Regions from separate parts of the Rattus norvegicus genome. Here regions 2 and 3 are each linked to region 1. Evidence: chromatin contacts called from public Hi-C data. All regions are on one chromosome and are shown on one strand. The core of a region is the stretch at or near the end of the contact, and the rest is flanking DNA. Distances in the headings are between cores, read along the strand shown. Region 1 overlaps Fez1 (fasciculation and elongation protein zeta 1). Region 2 holds the start of Stt3a (STT3 oligosaccharyltransferase complex catalytic subunit A). Region 3 holds the start of Ei24 (EI24, autophagy associated transmembrane protein).

Region 1 (4,002 bases), core at 638-3,137:
GCAGCTCTGTCAGCTCAGACCCAGACATGTGTCTCAGCCCTAGAGAGGAAGGTGCATTTCATAGTGATACCTACAGACAGGCACGGACCTGCTGGAGATGGGACGATTCTTAGAGAGAGCCCCTTCCTAGTTATGAAAGACTGCCACAATTAGGGGAAAGGCCAAGAGAAGAGCAGCATTATATCACATACAGAAGAGAAAACCCAACTCAGAAAGCAGAGGGGAAAGGAGTGTCCAAAAGGAAGCACAAGCACTCTGTGTCCAATGAAGGAAGGTGCGTGCCTAGCTTTGACACCTTGTTCTATCTGTCCCCTGTAGTACTCACATGGGAGAGGTCAGTGGAGGAGAATACTGATACAAGAGGTAGTGTTTTCTCTCAAGAAGTCACGGAGACAGAGCTCACACCAGAATGAACATGGCATGAAGGTGTACGGTCCTATCCCTCAGTCCACACTCCACACCATGGGAGTCCCAGGGAAGACTAGGAAAGGCATTGAAGAATGAAGCCTTGTCCACCAGCAGGTTACTTCCTGAGACAAATAAAGGGAACCGGAGTTTATAGACATGGGTTCCTTTAACGTTTTGTCTCTTAGGGCTGTGTGGTGTATAATAGATTTAGATCATCATCAATTAATTATTTCAAAAGGGGTAGGAGAGTCAGGCATGGTAGCACATGCCTTTAATGCTAGTACTTGGGTGGCAGAGGCAAGTTAAGCTCTGCAGGTTCAAAGATATTGTGGTTTATATTAGAGAATTTCAGAACAGCCACATCTACATAGTAAGTATTGCCTTCGGAAGGAAGGAAGGAAGGAAGGAAGGAAGGAAGAAAAAAGGAAGCAATAGAGAACATTTTTTTTTGGTTCTTTTTTTCGGAGCTGGGGACCGAACCCAGGGCCTTGAGCTTCCTAGGCAAGCGCCCTACCACTGAGCTAAATCCCCAACCCCGAGAACATTTTTTTAAAGCATGTATGCATGTTTTACCTACATGTATGTCTGTGTACCTTGTACTTGTTTGTAAATGGTACCCATAGAGGCCAGAAGAGGGCATCAGATCCCTTGGAACTGGAGTTATAAATGGTAACCATAAGTAGCCATGTGGGTGCTGGGAATTGAAATTACGTCCTTTGCAAGATCAGCCAGTGCTCTTAAATGTTGAGTCATCTTTCCAACTCTTGCTATTTTTTTTCTGAGACAAGGTCTCAATATGTGGCCAAGGATAGCCTCTAGCTCTCTCTTCTCCTACCCCTGACTCCTGAATGCTGGTAGGTAAGTGCTACCACATCTAGTGAGCAGAAGGGACTGTAAATCTTCTTGACACGTGTCTGAGAATGCAGTCAGTGGCAGAGCATTTTCTTAGCAAGGAAGAAGCCCTGGATGTAACCACTAGCAATGCAGACACACAGACACAGACACAGACACAGACACAGACACAGACACAGACACACACACACACACACACACACACAGAGAGAGAGAGAGAGAGAGAGAGAGAGAGAGAGAGAGAGAGAGAGAGAGAGAGATCCCACCAGGAAGAAATGACTTTATATTAGGAGCCAGTCACCTGAATATATTCATTACATTGTTTACAAGGTTTCAAATGACCCAGTATCCCATAAACACATAAATTTGCCACATGCCAATTAAGCATATTAACAAGTACTTAGGGAGCACCTTCGATTTCTCCTCTGTGCTCACTCTCCCTCCGCCTTTCTGCTTAGCCTGGGTATCTGATGACTCAGTTGGCTCTTCCTGCTTTGTTTTGCTCTTTGAGGCTGTCCTCCTCCTTCTGGTTTTTGCCATTTCACTTTGCTTTGCTGAGTGCTTCTATGTTTGGGCCCTTTGTGTGCCTGAGAATGGCCTGACTGGGCGGGTGGTGAATACAGCTAGGCAGCCAAACCCACTCCATCATCCCATTGGCTTCTTGTGGTGGCACAGCCTTGCCTGCCTCATCTCCTCAGAGCCAGGCAGTTCTGCTTTCAGGATGCTGTGCTTGACTTTGTCTCAGCTTTTGCCACCTCCACATGAAATTTGGACCGAGGCACCCTGACAAGCACACCTTCTGCTTCAGCCCCACTATCCACCTTACGTCACAGTAACATCTCTGCAAGAGCAGGCTTCCTCCTGCAGGGCAGCATGCACATAAGCATCCCTGAGACACCTGCTGATTTTTTATTACATTTTCATTTCACGCTTCGTCCAGCCCATCCTTTGTGTAGCCATTACTATAAATATGTGTTAGAGAGGTAATGTGAGACAGGCATTAAAAGACTGGACTCTGGAGTTAATTTCCCTGGTTTCAAGTGCTATCTGCACTGTCCTGATAATGTATAGGAAAAGTGCAAATTGGAAAGGAGACATCTTCACTCTCCACACTGAAAGAAAAAGGAAGAAGGCTGAGGGTGTAGCTCAGTGTTAGAGTGTATGCTACCATGACAGTACACAGTAGCATGAGGCCCTGTCCTAAATACACACACACACACACACACACACACACACACACACACACGCACGAGCATGCAGAGGGGAGAGAGAGACAGACAGAGACAGAGACAGAGAGAGAGACACAGAGAGAGGGAGACAGAGAGAGAGACAGAGAGAGACAGAGAGACAGAGAGAGAATTTTCCTCTTCATATCCCTTTTCTCTTAGAGTTTCTGTTTGTACTTTTCAAAAATATATTTAATTTTTAATGGCTAAATAAGCCCACTCCCATCTCCACAGTTCAGGAAAGATTTCTTCAGGGATCTGAGAGCCATTGCTTCGAAATGTAATCGTAAAGGAAGATAAGACCTAATCTCCCACTGTTCTTGAAGCACAATGGCCTAACTCAGCCACCTGACTCCAAATTGCAAAACCTACTTACGTTAATGGGTTCATCTGCTTAGTTATAACAAGAGTACAATTTCCCTCAGTCTTTGCTGTCCTTCATATCTGCCTGTGATATGTAGCCTGTTCTCATTTAATGCTTACTCGGTAATAAAAATGCCCCGCACCCATACTTTTGTGGAAAGGATTTTCTGAATGGCAAGGAGATTGCGTTTGTAACTCTATCTCTCCAACTGTGGCCTTGGATAAGTCACTTAACCTCCAGAACACAGCTCAGTCTGGGGGGCATGGTGTGAAGTTGGTTTGAGGGTAGTACATAGAGAACACTAAGACTGATAGCTCTTATTCTCTCTCTCTCTCTCTCTCTCTCTCTCTCTCTCTCTCATTCTCTCTCTCACACACACACACACACACACAGGCACAGGCACAGACACACACATACACACATGTGTACAACACACACATGTGTACACACACATGTACACACACACACACACACACAGAGGATACTGGAGCCTGTACCTATGATACTATGTTATCATGAATGCAAGGCAAATGCTCTGTCACTGAGCTACAGCCCCTGTCCTACCAAATATGGACATATATATCTCCCCATTGGTTTGATGGTAGCACCACTGATTGAATTTGGGCAATGGTTCAGTCCTTTAGTCTTGTTTGGTTAGCTTTAGCACTTAAATTTTATTCTACCTTTTTTTTTTCCACCTGAAAAAATGCTGACTTTTCTTCAGATGCCAAATTAGGAAGGTATTGCCTTTCTCCTGGATTGGCAAACCTCTGTTTTAGAGTGGAGATCAAGTTCTGATAGCCATATGCAAACAGTATTTGGGCAGGGCACAGTCATGGTGGCACAATCTTTTATAATCTCAGGCAGGCAGATCTCTGTGAGGTGAAGGCCAGCCTGGTCTACACAGTGAGTCCCAGACTGGTCAGGACTTCACAGTGAGACCGTCTAAAACAAACAAACAAAAAACAAAACACAACAAAATAAACCCAGCACCTGAAACTAAGGAATCATTTGGTCCTCAGTGAACCTGGCCCAGGGGCCCTCACCTTCATAGGACCAGTTGTTGTTGAAGGTCTGCGTCAGGGCCTGCATCTCTTGTAGCAGGACTGAATCTGCCTGAGACGAGATTTCTCCTCCATCCTCCTCTTCCAG
Region 2 (4,002 bases), core at 615-3,114, 93 kb after region 1:
ATTAAAAAAAAGGGGGGCGGGGGAAGAAAGCTTTCAGTAATCTACATCTTTTTGTCCTTCAAGTCTTTTTTATTCCCTTTCAGGGTGAATGCAGACTAAGAAAAAGGGAAAACTCATGAGTGGGAGGGGCTTCAAGGGAGGAACACTTTTAACATTATCTATCTATCTATCTATCTATCTATCTATCTATCTATCTATCTATCTATCTATTTGCCACAGCAGAGTTGTGGAAAACTTTGTGGGGTCAGTTCTCTTCTGCTATCTTTAGGTGGGTTCTGGGGAATCAAACTCAAGATTGTAGATTGTAAGGGGCAAATGTCCTTACCCCTAGTCTCTCTCTCTCTCTCTCTCTCTCTCTCTCTCTCTCTCTCTCTCTCTGGTCAAAAATAAAACAATCTGATGTAACCTTTTACCATACAATGGTATGGTATTACCATACGTGGTAAAAGTCTTGGCCAGATTTAGGCACTGTAATCTTTTGTTTCCCAGACTCTAGAACTGTGAGAATTAATTTTTCTATTTAAGAAATTAAGCTATGTTGTGAAGCCACAGGAGTTTGAACGTATGTAAAGTCCTTATGCATATCTCTATCAGATCAAGATGCCTGGAATTAGCTCTTCCTGCCTCAGCTTCTGGGAGCGCTGGCATCACAAGTGTGTGCTCTACCGTTATTCTTGCTAAAAGAAAAACGACATGGAATATATACTATAAAAACAAAAGAGGAGAGCTATTGAGTTAGGTCCTGGTGTAAAAATTGGTCCTGAGGAATTTTGAGGAAATACATTATTTGCAAAGTACTGATTTCAATAGTTGGTGGTTCTTTTCATGGGGGAGTTAAAGAGAAGCCAGCGTCACTGGTACTGGATGGTCTAATCTTTAGCGTAGTCTTTGGTTTGAGGCTTGCAAGACATCGAAGCGTTCGAATATATGCTGGAATACGTACATCCGTGTATATGTATATGTTTATATCTGAAAGATTGCCTTTGGCAGCTGAAGCCTGCCCTGTGACTGCTCTCAGTAACGTTTTCGGAGGGTCAGGGAGGAGAAAGGTCACCCTCACAGAGGACTGGCAAAGGGCCAAACTGAAAAAGCAAGGCTGCCTCCTGAGTGCAGAGAGCTAGCCGCTCCGGGCCTTGGGATAATTTCTGCAGGCCATTGCTGGCTCAGCCCAACACGGGCGGTTCTGACAGCATTTTAGGCCCTCTGGGCACTTTCACAAAGCCAGACCTGAAGAAAGCGAAATGCTTCGGTGAAATTTGTCAGGAGTCCCTTTATCGAAGCTATTTGAAACAGAGTTAGAAACAATTCTTGGGCTCATTAGTTGACACATCTTACACAAGGTGGGTCCGTGTGAACCATGGAGGCTGAGAAGTTTTCATAACACGTCTTCTCTTCTTCCACCGTTTACTGGGTAAACAACCATTTCTACCTTAAAGAACAAGGGGATCTGCAGTCCAACTTTTCCGGAGGTGGGCGACCGACCTCCGCTTTCTCTACGTATTTCCGCTTCTGCTCATGTGACCGGGGTACAGTGTCCACTCCTTCCCATCACGGTTTCTTCCTGGTCTGCAGACCGACACGTCACTTCTCGGCTCTCAACCAAACTGTTCAGAGCACGCTCTCTCCGCGGGTTTCCCTCCCCCGCGTTGGCCTATCACAGCTCGGTGGGAACTCGTGGTCACGCCTCTCAATGGGTTGAATGATAGCTACATTGTCCACTCAAAAGGAGGAATCTAGACTTGTTCCACGCCCTCGAAATGACAGACAGAACCGTTATCCTGTCGGTCCCCTGAAGTGGTCATTGACCGAGGCCAGCCAATGCGGAGTGGGCAGGGAGGCGGGCCTTGGCTACTGTCAGGGTTGGGTGCGCCGCTGAACGGATGGCAGGGGGAGCAGAGTGGGTTCCGGAGGAGCATCCGTGGGGTGAGAAGGCTCTTGGGTAGCGATAGGGGGTTAGCGGCAGGTGCTGCGCTGGGTGTTGGCGGGCTTGAACGAGGTGCTGGAGGCTGGCCTGTAAAAGTGGGGAGCCGAGCCCTGCTTGCGGCCTGGCGGAGGAGGGGGCGTGGGGTGTGAGGTGTGGAGGTCTAGGCACTGGGACACTGGACGATCGGAGGAAGGATCTTGGTAGAGCAATGCACTCTGGCCATGAGGGCGTGGGACACAGGATCTTGGCACTAGCTTGGAAGGGCCACGCAGAGTGTGTTGAGGTGGTGGGGTCGGGGTCAGTGAGGGTGCGCCAGAGGACGTGGAAAAGAGTTGGGAAAACCACCGAGGCTGCAGCCCTAGAATTTAGAGCTGGGGTTGTTAGGGTGTAAAGGCTTGCAGACAGCTGAGAAGCAGAGAGATGAGGAGCCGATAAGAAAAGCTTCTTTTCTCTTTCTGTACCCTGTCGGTGTGTGCAGATTACCAAGAACGGGATGAAAACTTGCACTATTCAGCTTTAAATTACTAGTAGCTAGCTGCCTTTACTCAGTTTTCAAGCCTAGGTTTTAGCATTCGCCCTGCCTTTGCTTACTCTTCAGGTGTATGGATCATATCAGCTCGGTGGTGTTTAGTGTCACCTATCTCCGGAGAACAACTACAAACCCAAGAGATGGGACTGAGTTGTTCACTTCCCGGAATTAGTGCGTGATAAGTCTTCCCTTTGGAATTATAATTAAACACACCAGCCCAAACTGCTCTTTTGCTATAGTTAATTAAAGGAGAGATGCTAGACTTCGAAGTGTGACTCTTCGTGTTTCCATTTTATTCAGTGTTATCCTTTTCCAGCATTCCCCTCCCCCCCAATCCTGGAAAGAAGAGAACAAGATAGTGGAGCCCCACGCCCTGCATAGTTTTGAATGGTGCCACATTTTCTCTGTTGCTGTATTCTTTGTTCCTTAGTCCTTAACACACCTCTGGTCAATAACTAATTACAATTCTGAACTGTCTGCAGATTGCTTCTGTTACTATCATCCATCCCAACAATTTGTTTTTTTTTTTTTCCCCCCCTCGCTCTAGATTTTTATCTGGCGTTCTGGGTCATTGAATGTGTTGTTTAATTCATCAGCGTCTGTTACAGGGAAATAGACCTGAGCAGTAGTTACAGTATGAATTGCAAAAATAAGTATGTAGCGGCCTGAGTGTGTTTCTCTTTAGTGCATGGATTGCACTTTGCATTAGTGATCACCTGTTTTTTAGATGGCCAGGGAGCATGCACACTGGGATTTGGAACAGAAAGAAGCTTGTAACCAGTTGAGGCTTAGACTTAGGACTGAGAATTATGTCCAATCAGCCATGATTTCTAAATTTCTACTTTCACTTCCCTCCCTCCCTACGTCCTTCCCTCCCCAAATTACCCCCTTCTCTTTACTCCCACCCTCAGCCCCAACCCCTAAACTAATGTGGCAAGGTCTCACATTAACTCAAGCTGACCTAGAACTTAACTCTGTATATCCATGCGGAACTCAACAGTACAATGACCCTCCTTCCTCAGTGTCACCAAGTGGTGGGAATCTAGACATGGCTAGTATACCTGGCTTGTCTGGTCTCCTCCCTTGCCCAGTCATCCATTTCCGTGATTGCTTTCTTTTCCCCCTTTAACAAGTGCCTTTGTTTGGTCTTCCATATTTGCATTTCCACATCCTTTCTTCTACCCTTCCCCCTCCCCGTCTGTTTCTGTCCGATTCTTCTGTCATACTTTTGCCAGCTGTACTTAGTAGATGTGCAAGTAGGAAACAGAATTGTGAGTGGAATAGTTATTTCTTTTTGTAGTACTGAAGATGGAAACCAGAGCCTTGTTGCCTCTTAGGCAAATGCTCTGTGGTCGAATTACATGGGCAGCCCTTTCAAGGAATTTTATTTTGAGACAGACTCTCACTAAATTGGCTAGTCTGGTCTGCAGCCTTTGATTCTCCTGCCTTAGTCTCCCGAGTAGCTGGGATTAGAGACATGTGTTCAGTGGTATGTTTTTGATTACTCTTTTTGGTCTTTTATTTTTGGCAGGGAAGGCAATATAACTAG
Region 3 (4,002 bases), core at 573-3,072, 66 kb after region 1:
TCACTTCTCTACAGTTGCCATTCTTTGCACAATGTAGTTTAGAAACATTTGGGCTGGGACCTGGTGGCACACTCCTTTAGTGCCAGCATTGGGAAGCAGAGGCAGGTGAACCTCTAAATTCAAGGGCAGCTGGTCTACACAGCTAGTTTGGATTTTCAAGACAGGGTTTCTCCATTAAGTCTTAGTTGCCCTTGATCTTAATCCTCAGCCCTCCCTGTGCTAGGACCAGAAGAGTAAGCCACCACACCCAGCTGGGATGACTCCAGATTTTTGAAGTGGAAAGATCCATTTTTAATATAAAGAGCATGAATGAAGGAAGCTCCTGCCCTTGCTCTCACGGCAAGTCCATTCCTCCGCTGGCATTAGAGCCTACTTCTTTGGGATTCCAGTGTATGCTGAAGACCAGCTGTGACATCCAGCCTTGTGAAGTGAACAACTGTTGGACTCTCGGACCTTCCATTCACAGGTAACCATTGTTAGATTAGTTGGACCACAGCCTGTAAGTCATTCTAATAAACCGCACATATATTCATTATGTAAGTTCGGTTCCTCTGGAAACCCCTGACTAAACTAGTGGTGCATGCCTTTAATCCCAACACTTGGGAGGCAGAGGCAGGCAGATCTCTTGAGTTCAAGGCCAGCGTGGTCTACAGAGTGAGTTCCAGGACAGCCAGGGCTACACAGTGAAGCACTGTCTCCAGCCTCCTCCCACCCCCTGCAAAAAAGAGAGAGAGAGAGAGAGAGAGAGAGAGAGAGAGAGAGAGAGAGAGAAGAAAACCTTAATGCACATGTCCAACCTTATTCATTCCCTTCCCAGGGTTTATATGTCAGTCACTATCAACTCATTCGAGAACTTGTCTGCTTTTCTTATAGTTGGCTTATTCTTAGTTTAATTTCTTAGAATTAAAGGAGAAACCCGAAAACGGTAAAGGTGAAAGTGGGCTTTCCTATAGTTTCATGACAAGAAAAGGCTAGAACTGAACCAGTGGGGAAGGCAATGGAAACAGTAATCTCTACGTAGTTTTTATCGCAGCCATTCCATCATTAGAACCCACACTAAATACAGCCTAAGTGGTCGATGACTTATATTCCGAATCACTCAAACTTCTGTTCCTCTTGTCTCCAAATCCCAAGTGCTGAGATTATCCCATCATGCCCTAGATAGTATGATGCTGGGACTTGAAGCCAGGACTTTGTGCATGTCCAATTACTGATAACCAATTGCTCTATTATTGAGTTTTTTGTTTTTGTTTTTTTGAATCAGTGTGTTATATAGCTCTACCTAGCTTGGTACTTACTATGTAGCCAAGGCAGGACTCGAATTTGGAGCATTTCTTCTCTTCAGATTTCCAAGGGCTGGAATTACTGGTGTGCATCACCATACCTCGTTTATTAGTCTTTAATTATAGAAACCCTCCGAATTATCAAGGTAATTCCTATTTTATTGTTTTCATCATTTGTTCTTAAAGGATTTCAGAAAGACGAGCACTGATTTGCAGATAGATTGAGGAGGCTAACGATGGCCCAACAGCGAGAAGGAGTTCGACTAGGAGGCAACAAAGGGCTAGAAGCCTGAACCTGGATACCCAGAATGAGCCTGGACTCTGAGGTCCAGCTAACTACAATTCCCAGGCTCCCGGGCCACGCCTCTCCAGTATGGCCCCGCCCTGTCTCGCTAGCCCCGCCCCTGCCCAGCGACCGGCAGGGTGCCCGCCCGACTTCCCAGCTGCCCCGTGCGGCCCGGGCATGCCCAGTGTGGGCGCAGCCCCGGCTCTCCGAGCGCCGGGGCGGAGCGGGCAGCCGGGCGCGGAGCAGGCGAACCGAACCTCGGTGGGCGAGCGCCGGGGCTGGAGCCGCGGGGGTCGGTGGCGGGGTACGTGCAGGCCGCGGCGGGCAGTGGGCTCGAGCCGCTTGCAAGTCGGAGCCTGGGTGGCAGGGCCCATCGAGAGCTAGCAGGCCGGAGCTAGTTCCTGAGATTCTGGAAGGGGCTGCGGCAAGGACCCCGGCCCCCGAAGGGCCCGGGACGCGAAGGGTGGCAAGGGCAGGCCGGGCGGCGGCGCGCGGGGCTCAGGCTCTCTCCCCCCAGGTGCGGAGAGGCTATCTTTAGCTCCGGTGACCCTCAGTGAGCGTGGTCCGCACCTTGTACGCGGGAGTGGGTGGGGAGAAAGACGGGGTCTCATCCCAATTGCCCTGACGCAGCGGGAGAGAAGGGGCCGAGCACCCCACGTTGCTCAGGAGGCAGCCTGTGTCCGGGTGATGCGCTAGGGTGTTTACCTTTTTTCTACCTGGAGTATGAAGGCTTCCTGCCTTCCGGGACTTGTTGGGTCTGGTGGCTTCGAAATGAAAGTGCAGGAGTACGTCTCAGTAGATGCTTAATCTTAACGACTGTCAAATTTATTGGCCAGCAGTGTCTCAAGGTTTAAGGAAGGTGATTTGTTCATGGGATGCTTGGATTAAACAAAAATTCTCGTTGCAAAGCTGAAGCAAAAAAGTCGAGACTCGGTTTCCAAGACTGAAGTTCCAAAGTTGGTTGTAATTAGCTTTCAGTCACTGTTGACAGGCCGTTTATATGTAAAATATCGGGAACCAGATGATGCATCCTGATTTTCTCTGTTGTAAGAGCCCTTTGTGTCACTCAGTGTGTGGTCTCAAATTGTGGCAGTTTTTCTGCATGTCTCGGCAGTTTGTTAGACAGGGCAATTCATACCAAACGTTTACTACCATAAGAAAGCTGTTAGGCCCACGGTATAATGGCCTTTAATTCCACGGCTCTATTTGGTCAGAAGGGACTTTGTTAGTTGGTACATGCAGAAGCCGGGTATTAATCTGCCAAGGAGTCAAATAACAGTGGTTCTGGGCTATGACAGATGTCTGAAGCTCCCTGTCTGGGCTCTGGGAGAAATCTAGAGTAGTGAATTTCCTCACTCAAGTTGGGTGTGTTCTTCAAGGGGATTACATTTATCCAGAGTTTTCAGCTTTGTTTATTCTGTTGTCCTCTATCCTGTGAAGAATTTTAATATACCGCCCTTTATTTGTAGGTGAGCAAGCTGTTGCTTACGAGGGTGCACCTATGATAGTCTTCACCGCAACCCTAGTGTCTTGCCCGCCCATCATTAGACATTTACTAGTCTCCACACTTAGAGCATTGGCTCCATCTGTACACATGATTGAAACTTCTTGAGGCTGTTTGTTGTGGGGGTTTTGTTTCTAAGGAGGAGGAGTACTAACAGATGTTTCTTAACCTTAGGAGCTTCCCTAGGTGAGCACCTTTGGGTGGGATTTGTAGGATTTGACCTAAGGAGCAGATGGTGTTGTGCAGGCAGCCTTCTGACTGTACTCCCTGTTTGTCCAGTTCTGAATGGCATCAGTCCAGTTGGGTCAGTGTGGTGCTACTTGATGAAGTGGCCAAAGGTCAAGGAAAGTATCCTGTGTTTTGAAGTTTGAGTTGTATACAAGGTGACTGTGAAATTATTGTATTTTACTGTCTCTTTTTTTTTTTTTTTTTTTTTTGGTTCTTTTTTCAGAGCTGGGGACCGAACCCAGGGCCTTGCGCTTCTTAGGTAAGCGCTCTACCACTGAGCTAAATCCCCAGCCCCTTTTACTGTCTCTTAAAGCAGAGGTTCTATGCTTGATTTGATGGGGGCTTGATAACTTCAGAATCCTAAATTCTCTTTCTTTTTCTTTTTTTTCTTTTTTTTTTTTTTTCCCCAGAGCTGGGGACCAAACCCAGGGCCTTGCGCTTGCTAGGCAAGTGCTTTACCACTGAGCTAAATCCCCAACCCCATCTCATATTTTTGCAAGTAGATTTTCCGCTCACCTTAGAGTTCACTTTAAAGAAATTAAATGAGAGTGAGAGACTGGTGTTTTAAGATTATTTGTAGGGGCTGGAGAGATGGCTCAGTGGTTAAGAGCACTGACTACTCTTCAGAGGACCTAGGTTCAATTCCAAGCACCACAAACTAACCCATGACTAATGGCACAGACATATGCAGGCAAAACACC

The links. Hi-C and Micro-C count contacts between places; a contact is called where the count stands out from the background.
Region 2: a Hi-C map of Schwann cells shows a contact between it and region 1, with 4 times the contacts expected there. The contact joins the promoter of Stt3a here to the enhancer-like site in region 1. A contact is called at or near these places in 5 of 12 Hi-C or Micro-C datasets (the A7r5 cell line, Schwann cells, kidney and 2 more) and 1 of 1 datasets of contacts at active chromatin or transcription factors (oligodendrocytes).
Region 3: a contact with region 1 is called in a Hi-C map of liver, with 2.5 times the contacts expected there. The contact joins the promoter of Ei24 here to the enhancer-like site in region 1. A contact is called at or near these places in 3 of 12 Hi-C or Micro-C datasets (Schwann cells, liver and prefrontal cortex) and 1 of 1 datasets of contacts at active chromatin or transcription factors (oligodendrocytes).

Annotation. Positions count from the first base shown.
Region 1 is chr8:44,763,271-44,767,272 of GRCr8, reverse strand. It overlaps Fez1 (fasciculation and elongation protein zeta 1), which reads right to left. Exons shown (of 10, transcript NM_031066.1): 5 at 3,897-4,002; 6 at 1-39. Among named protein-coding and RNA genes, the nearest start is that of Fez1, 32 kb to the right of the region's middle. Within about 2 kb of position 1,887, at least 46 of the 93 cell types and tissues checked have an H3K27ac peak or open chromatin away from gene starts, as enhancers often do. A contact at or near this core is called in Schwann cells, where this site is marked.
Region 2 is chr8:44,669,822-44,673,823 of GRCr8, reverse strand. Stt3a (STT3 oligosaccharyltransferase complex catalytic subunit A) reads left to right here and starts at 1,864. Exons shown (of 18, transcript NM_001134749.2): 1 at 1,864-1,923.
Region 3 is chr8:44,697,191-44,701,192 of GRCr8, reverse strand. Ei24 (EI24, autophagy associated transmembrane protein) reads left to right here and starts at 1,822. Exons shown (of 12, transcript NM_001025660.1): 1 at 1,822-1,873; 2 at 3,525-3,560.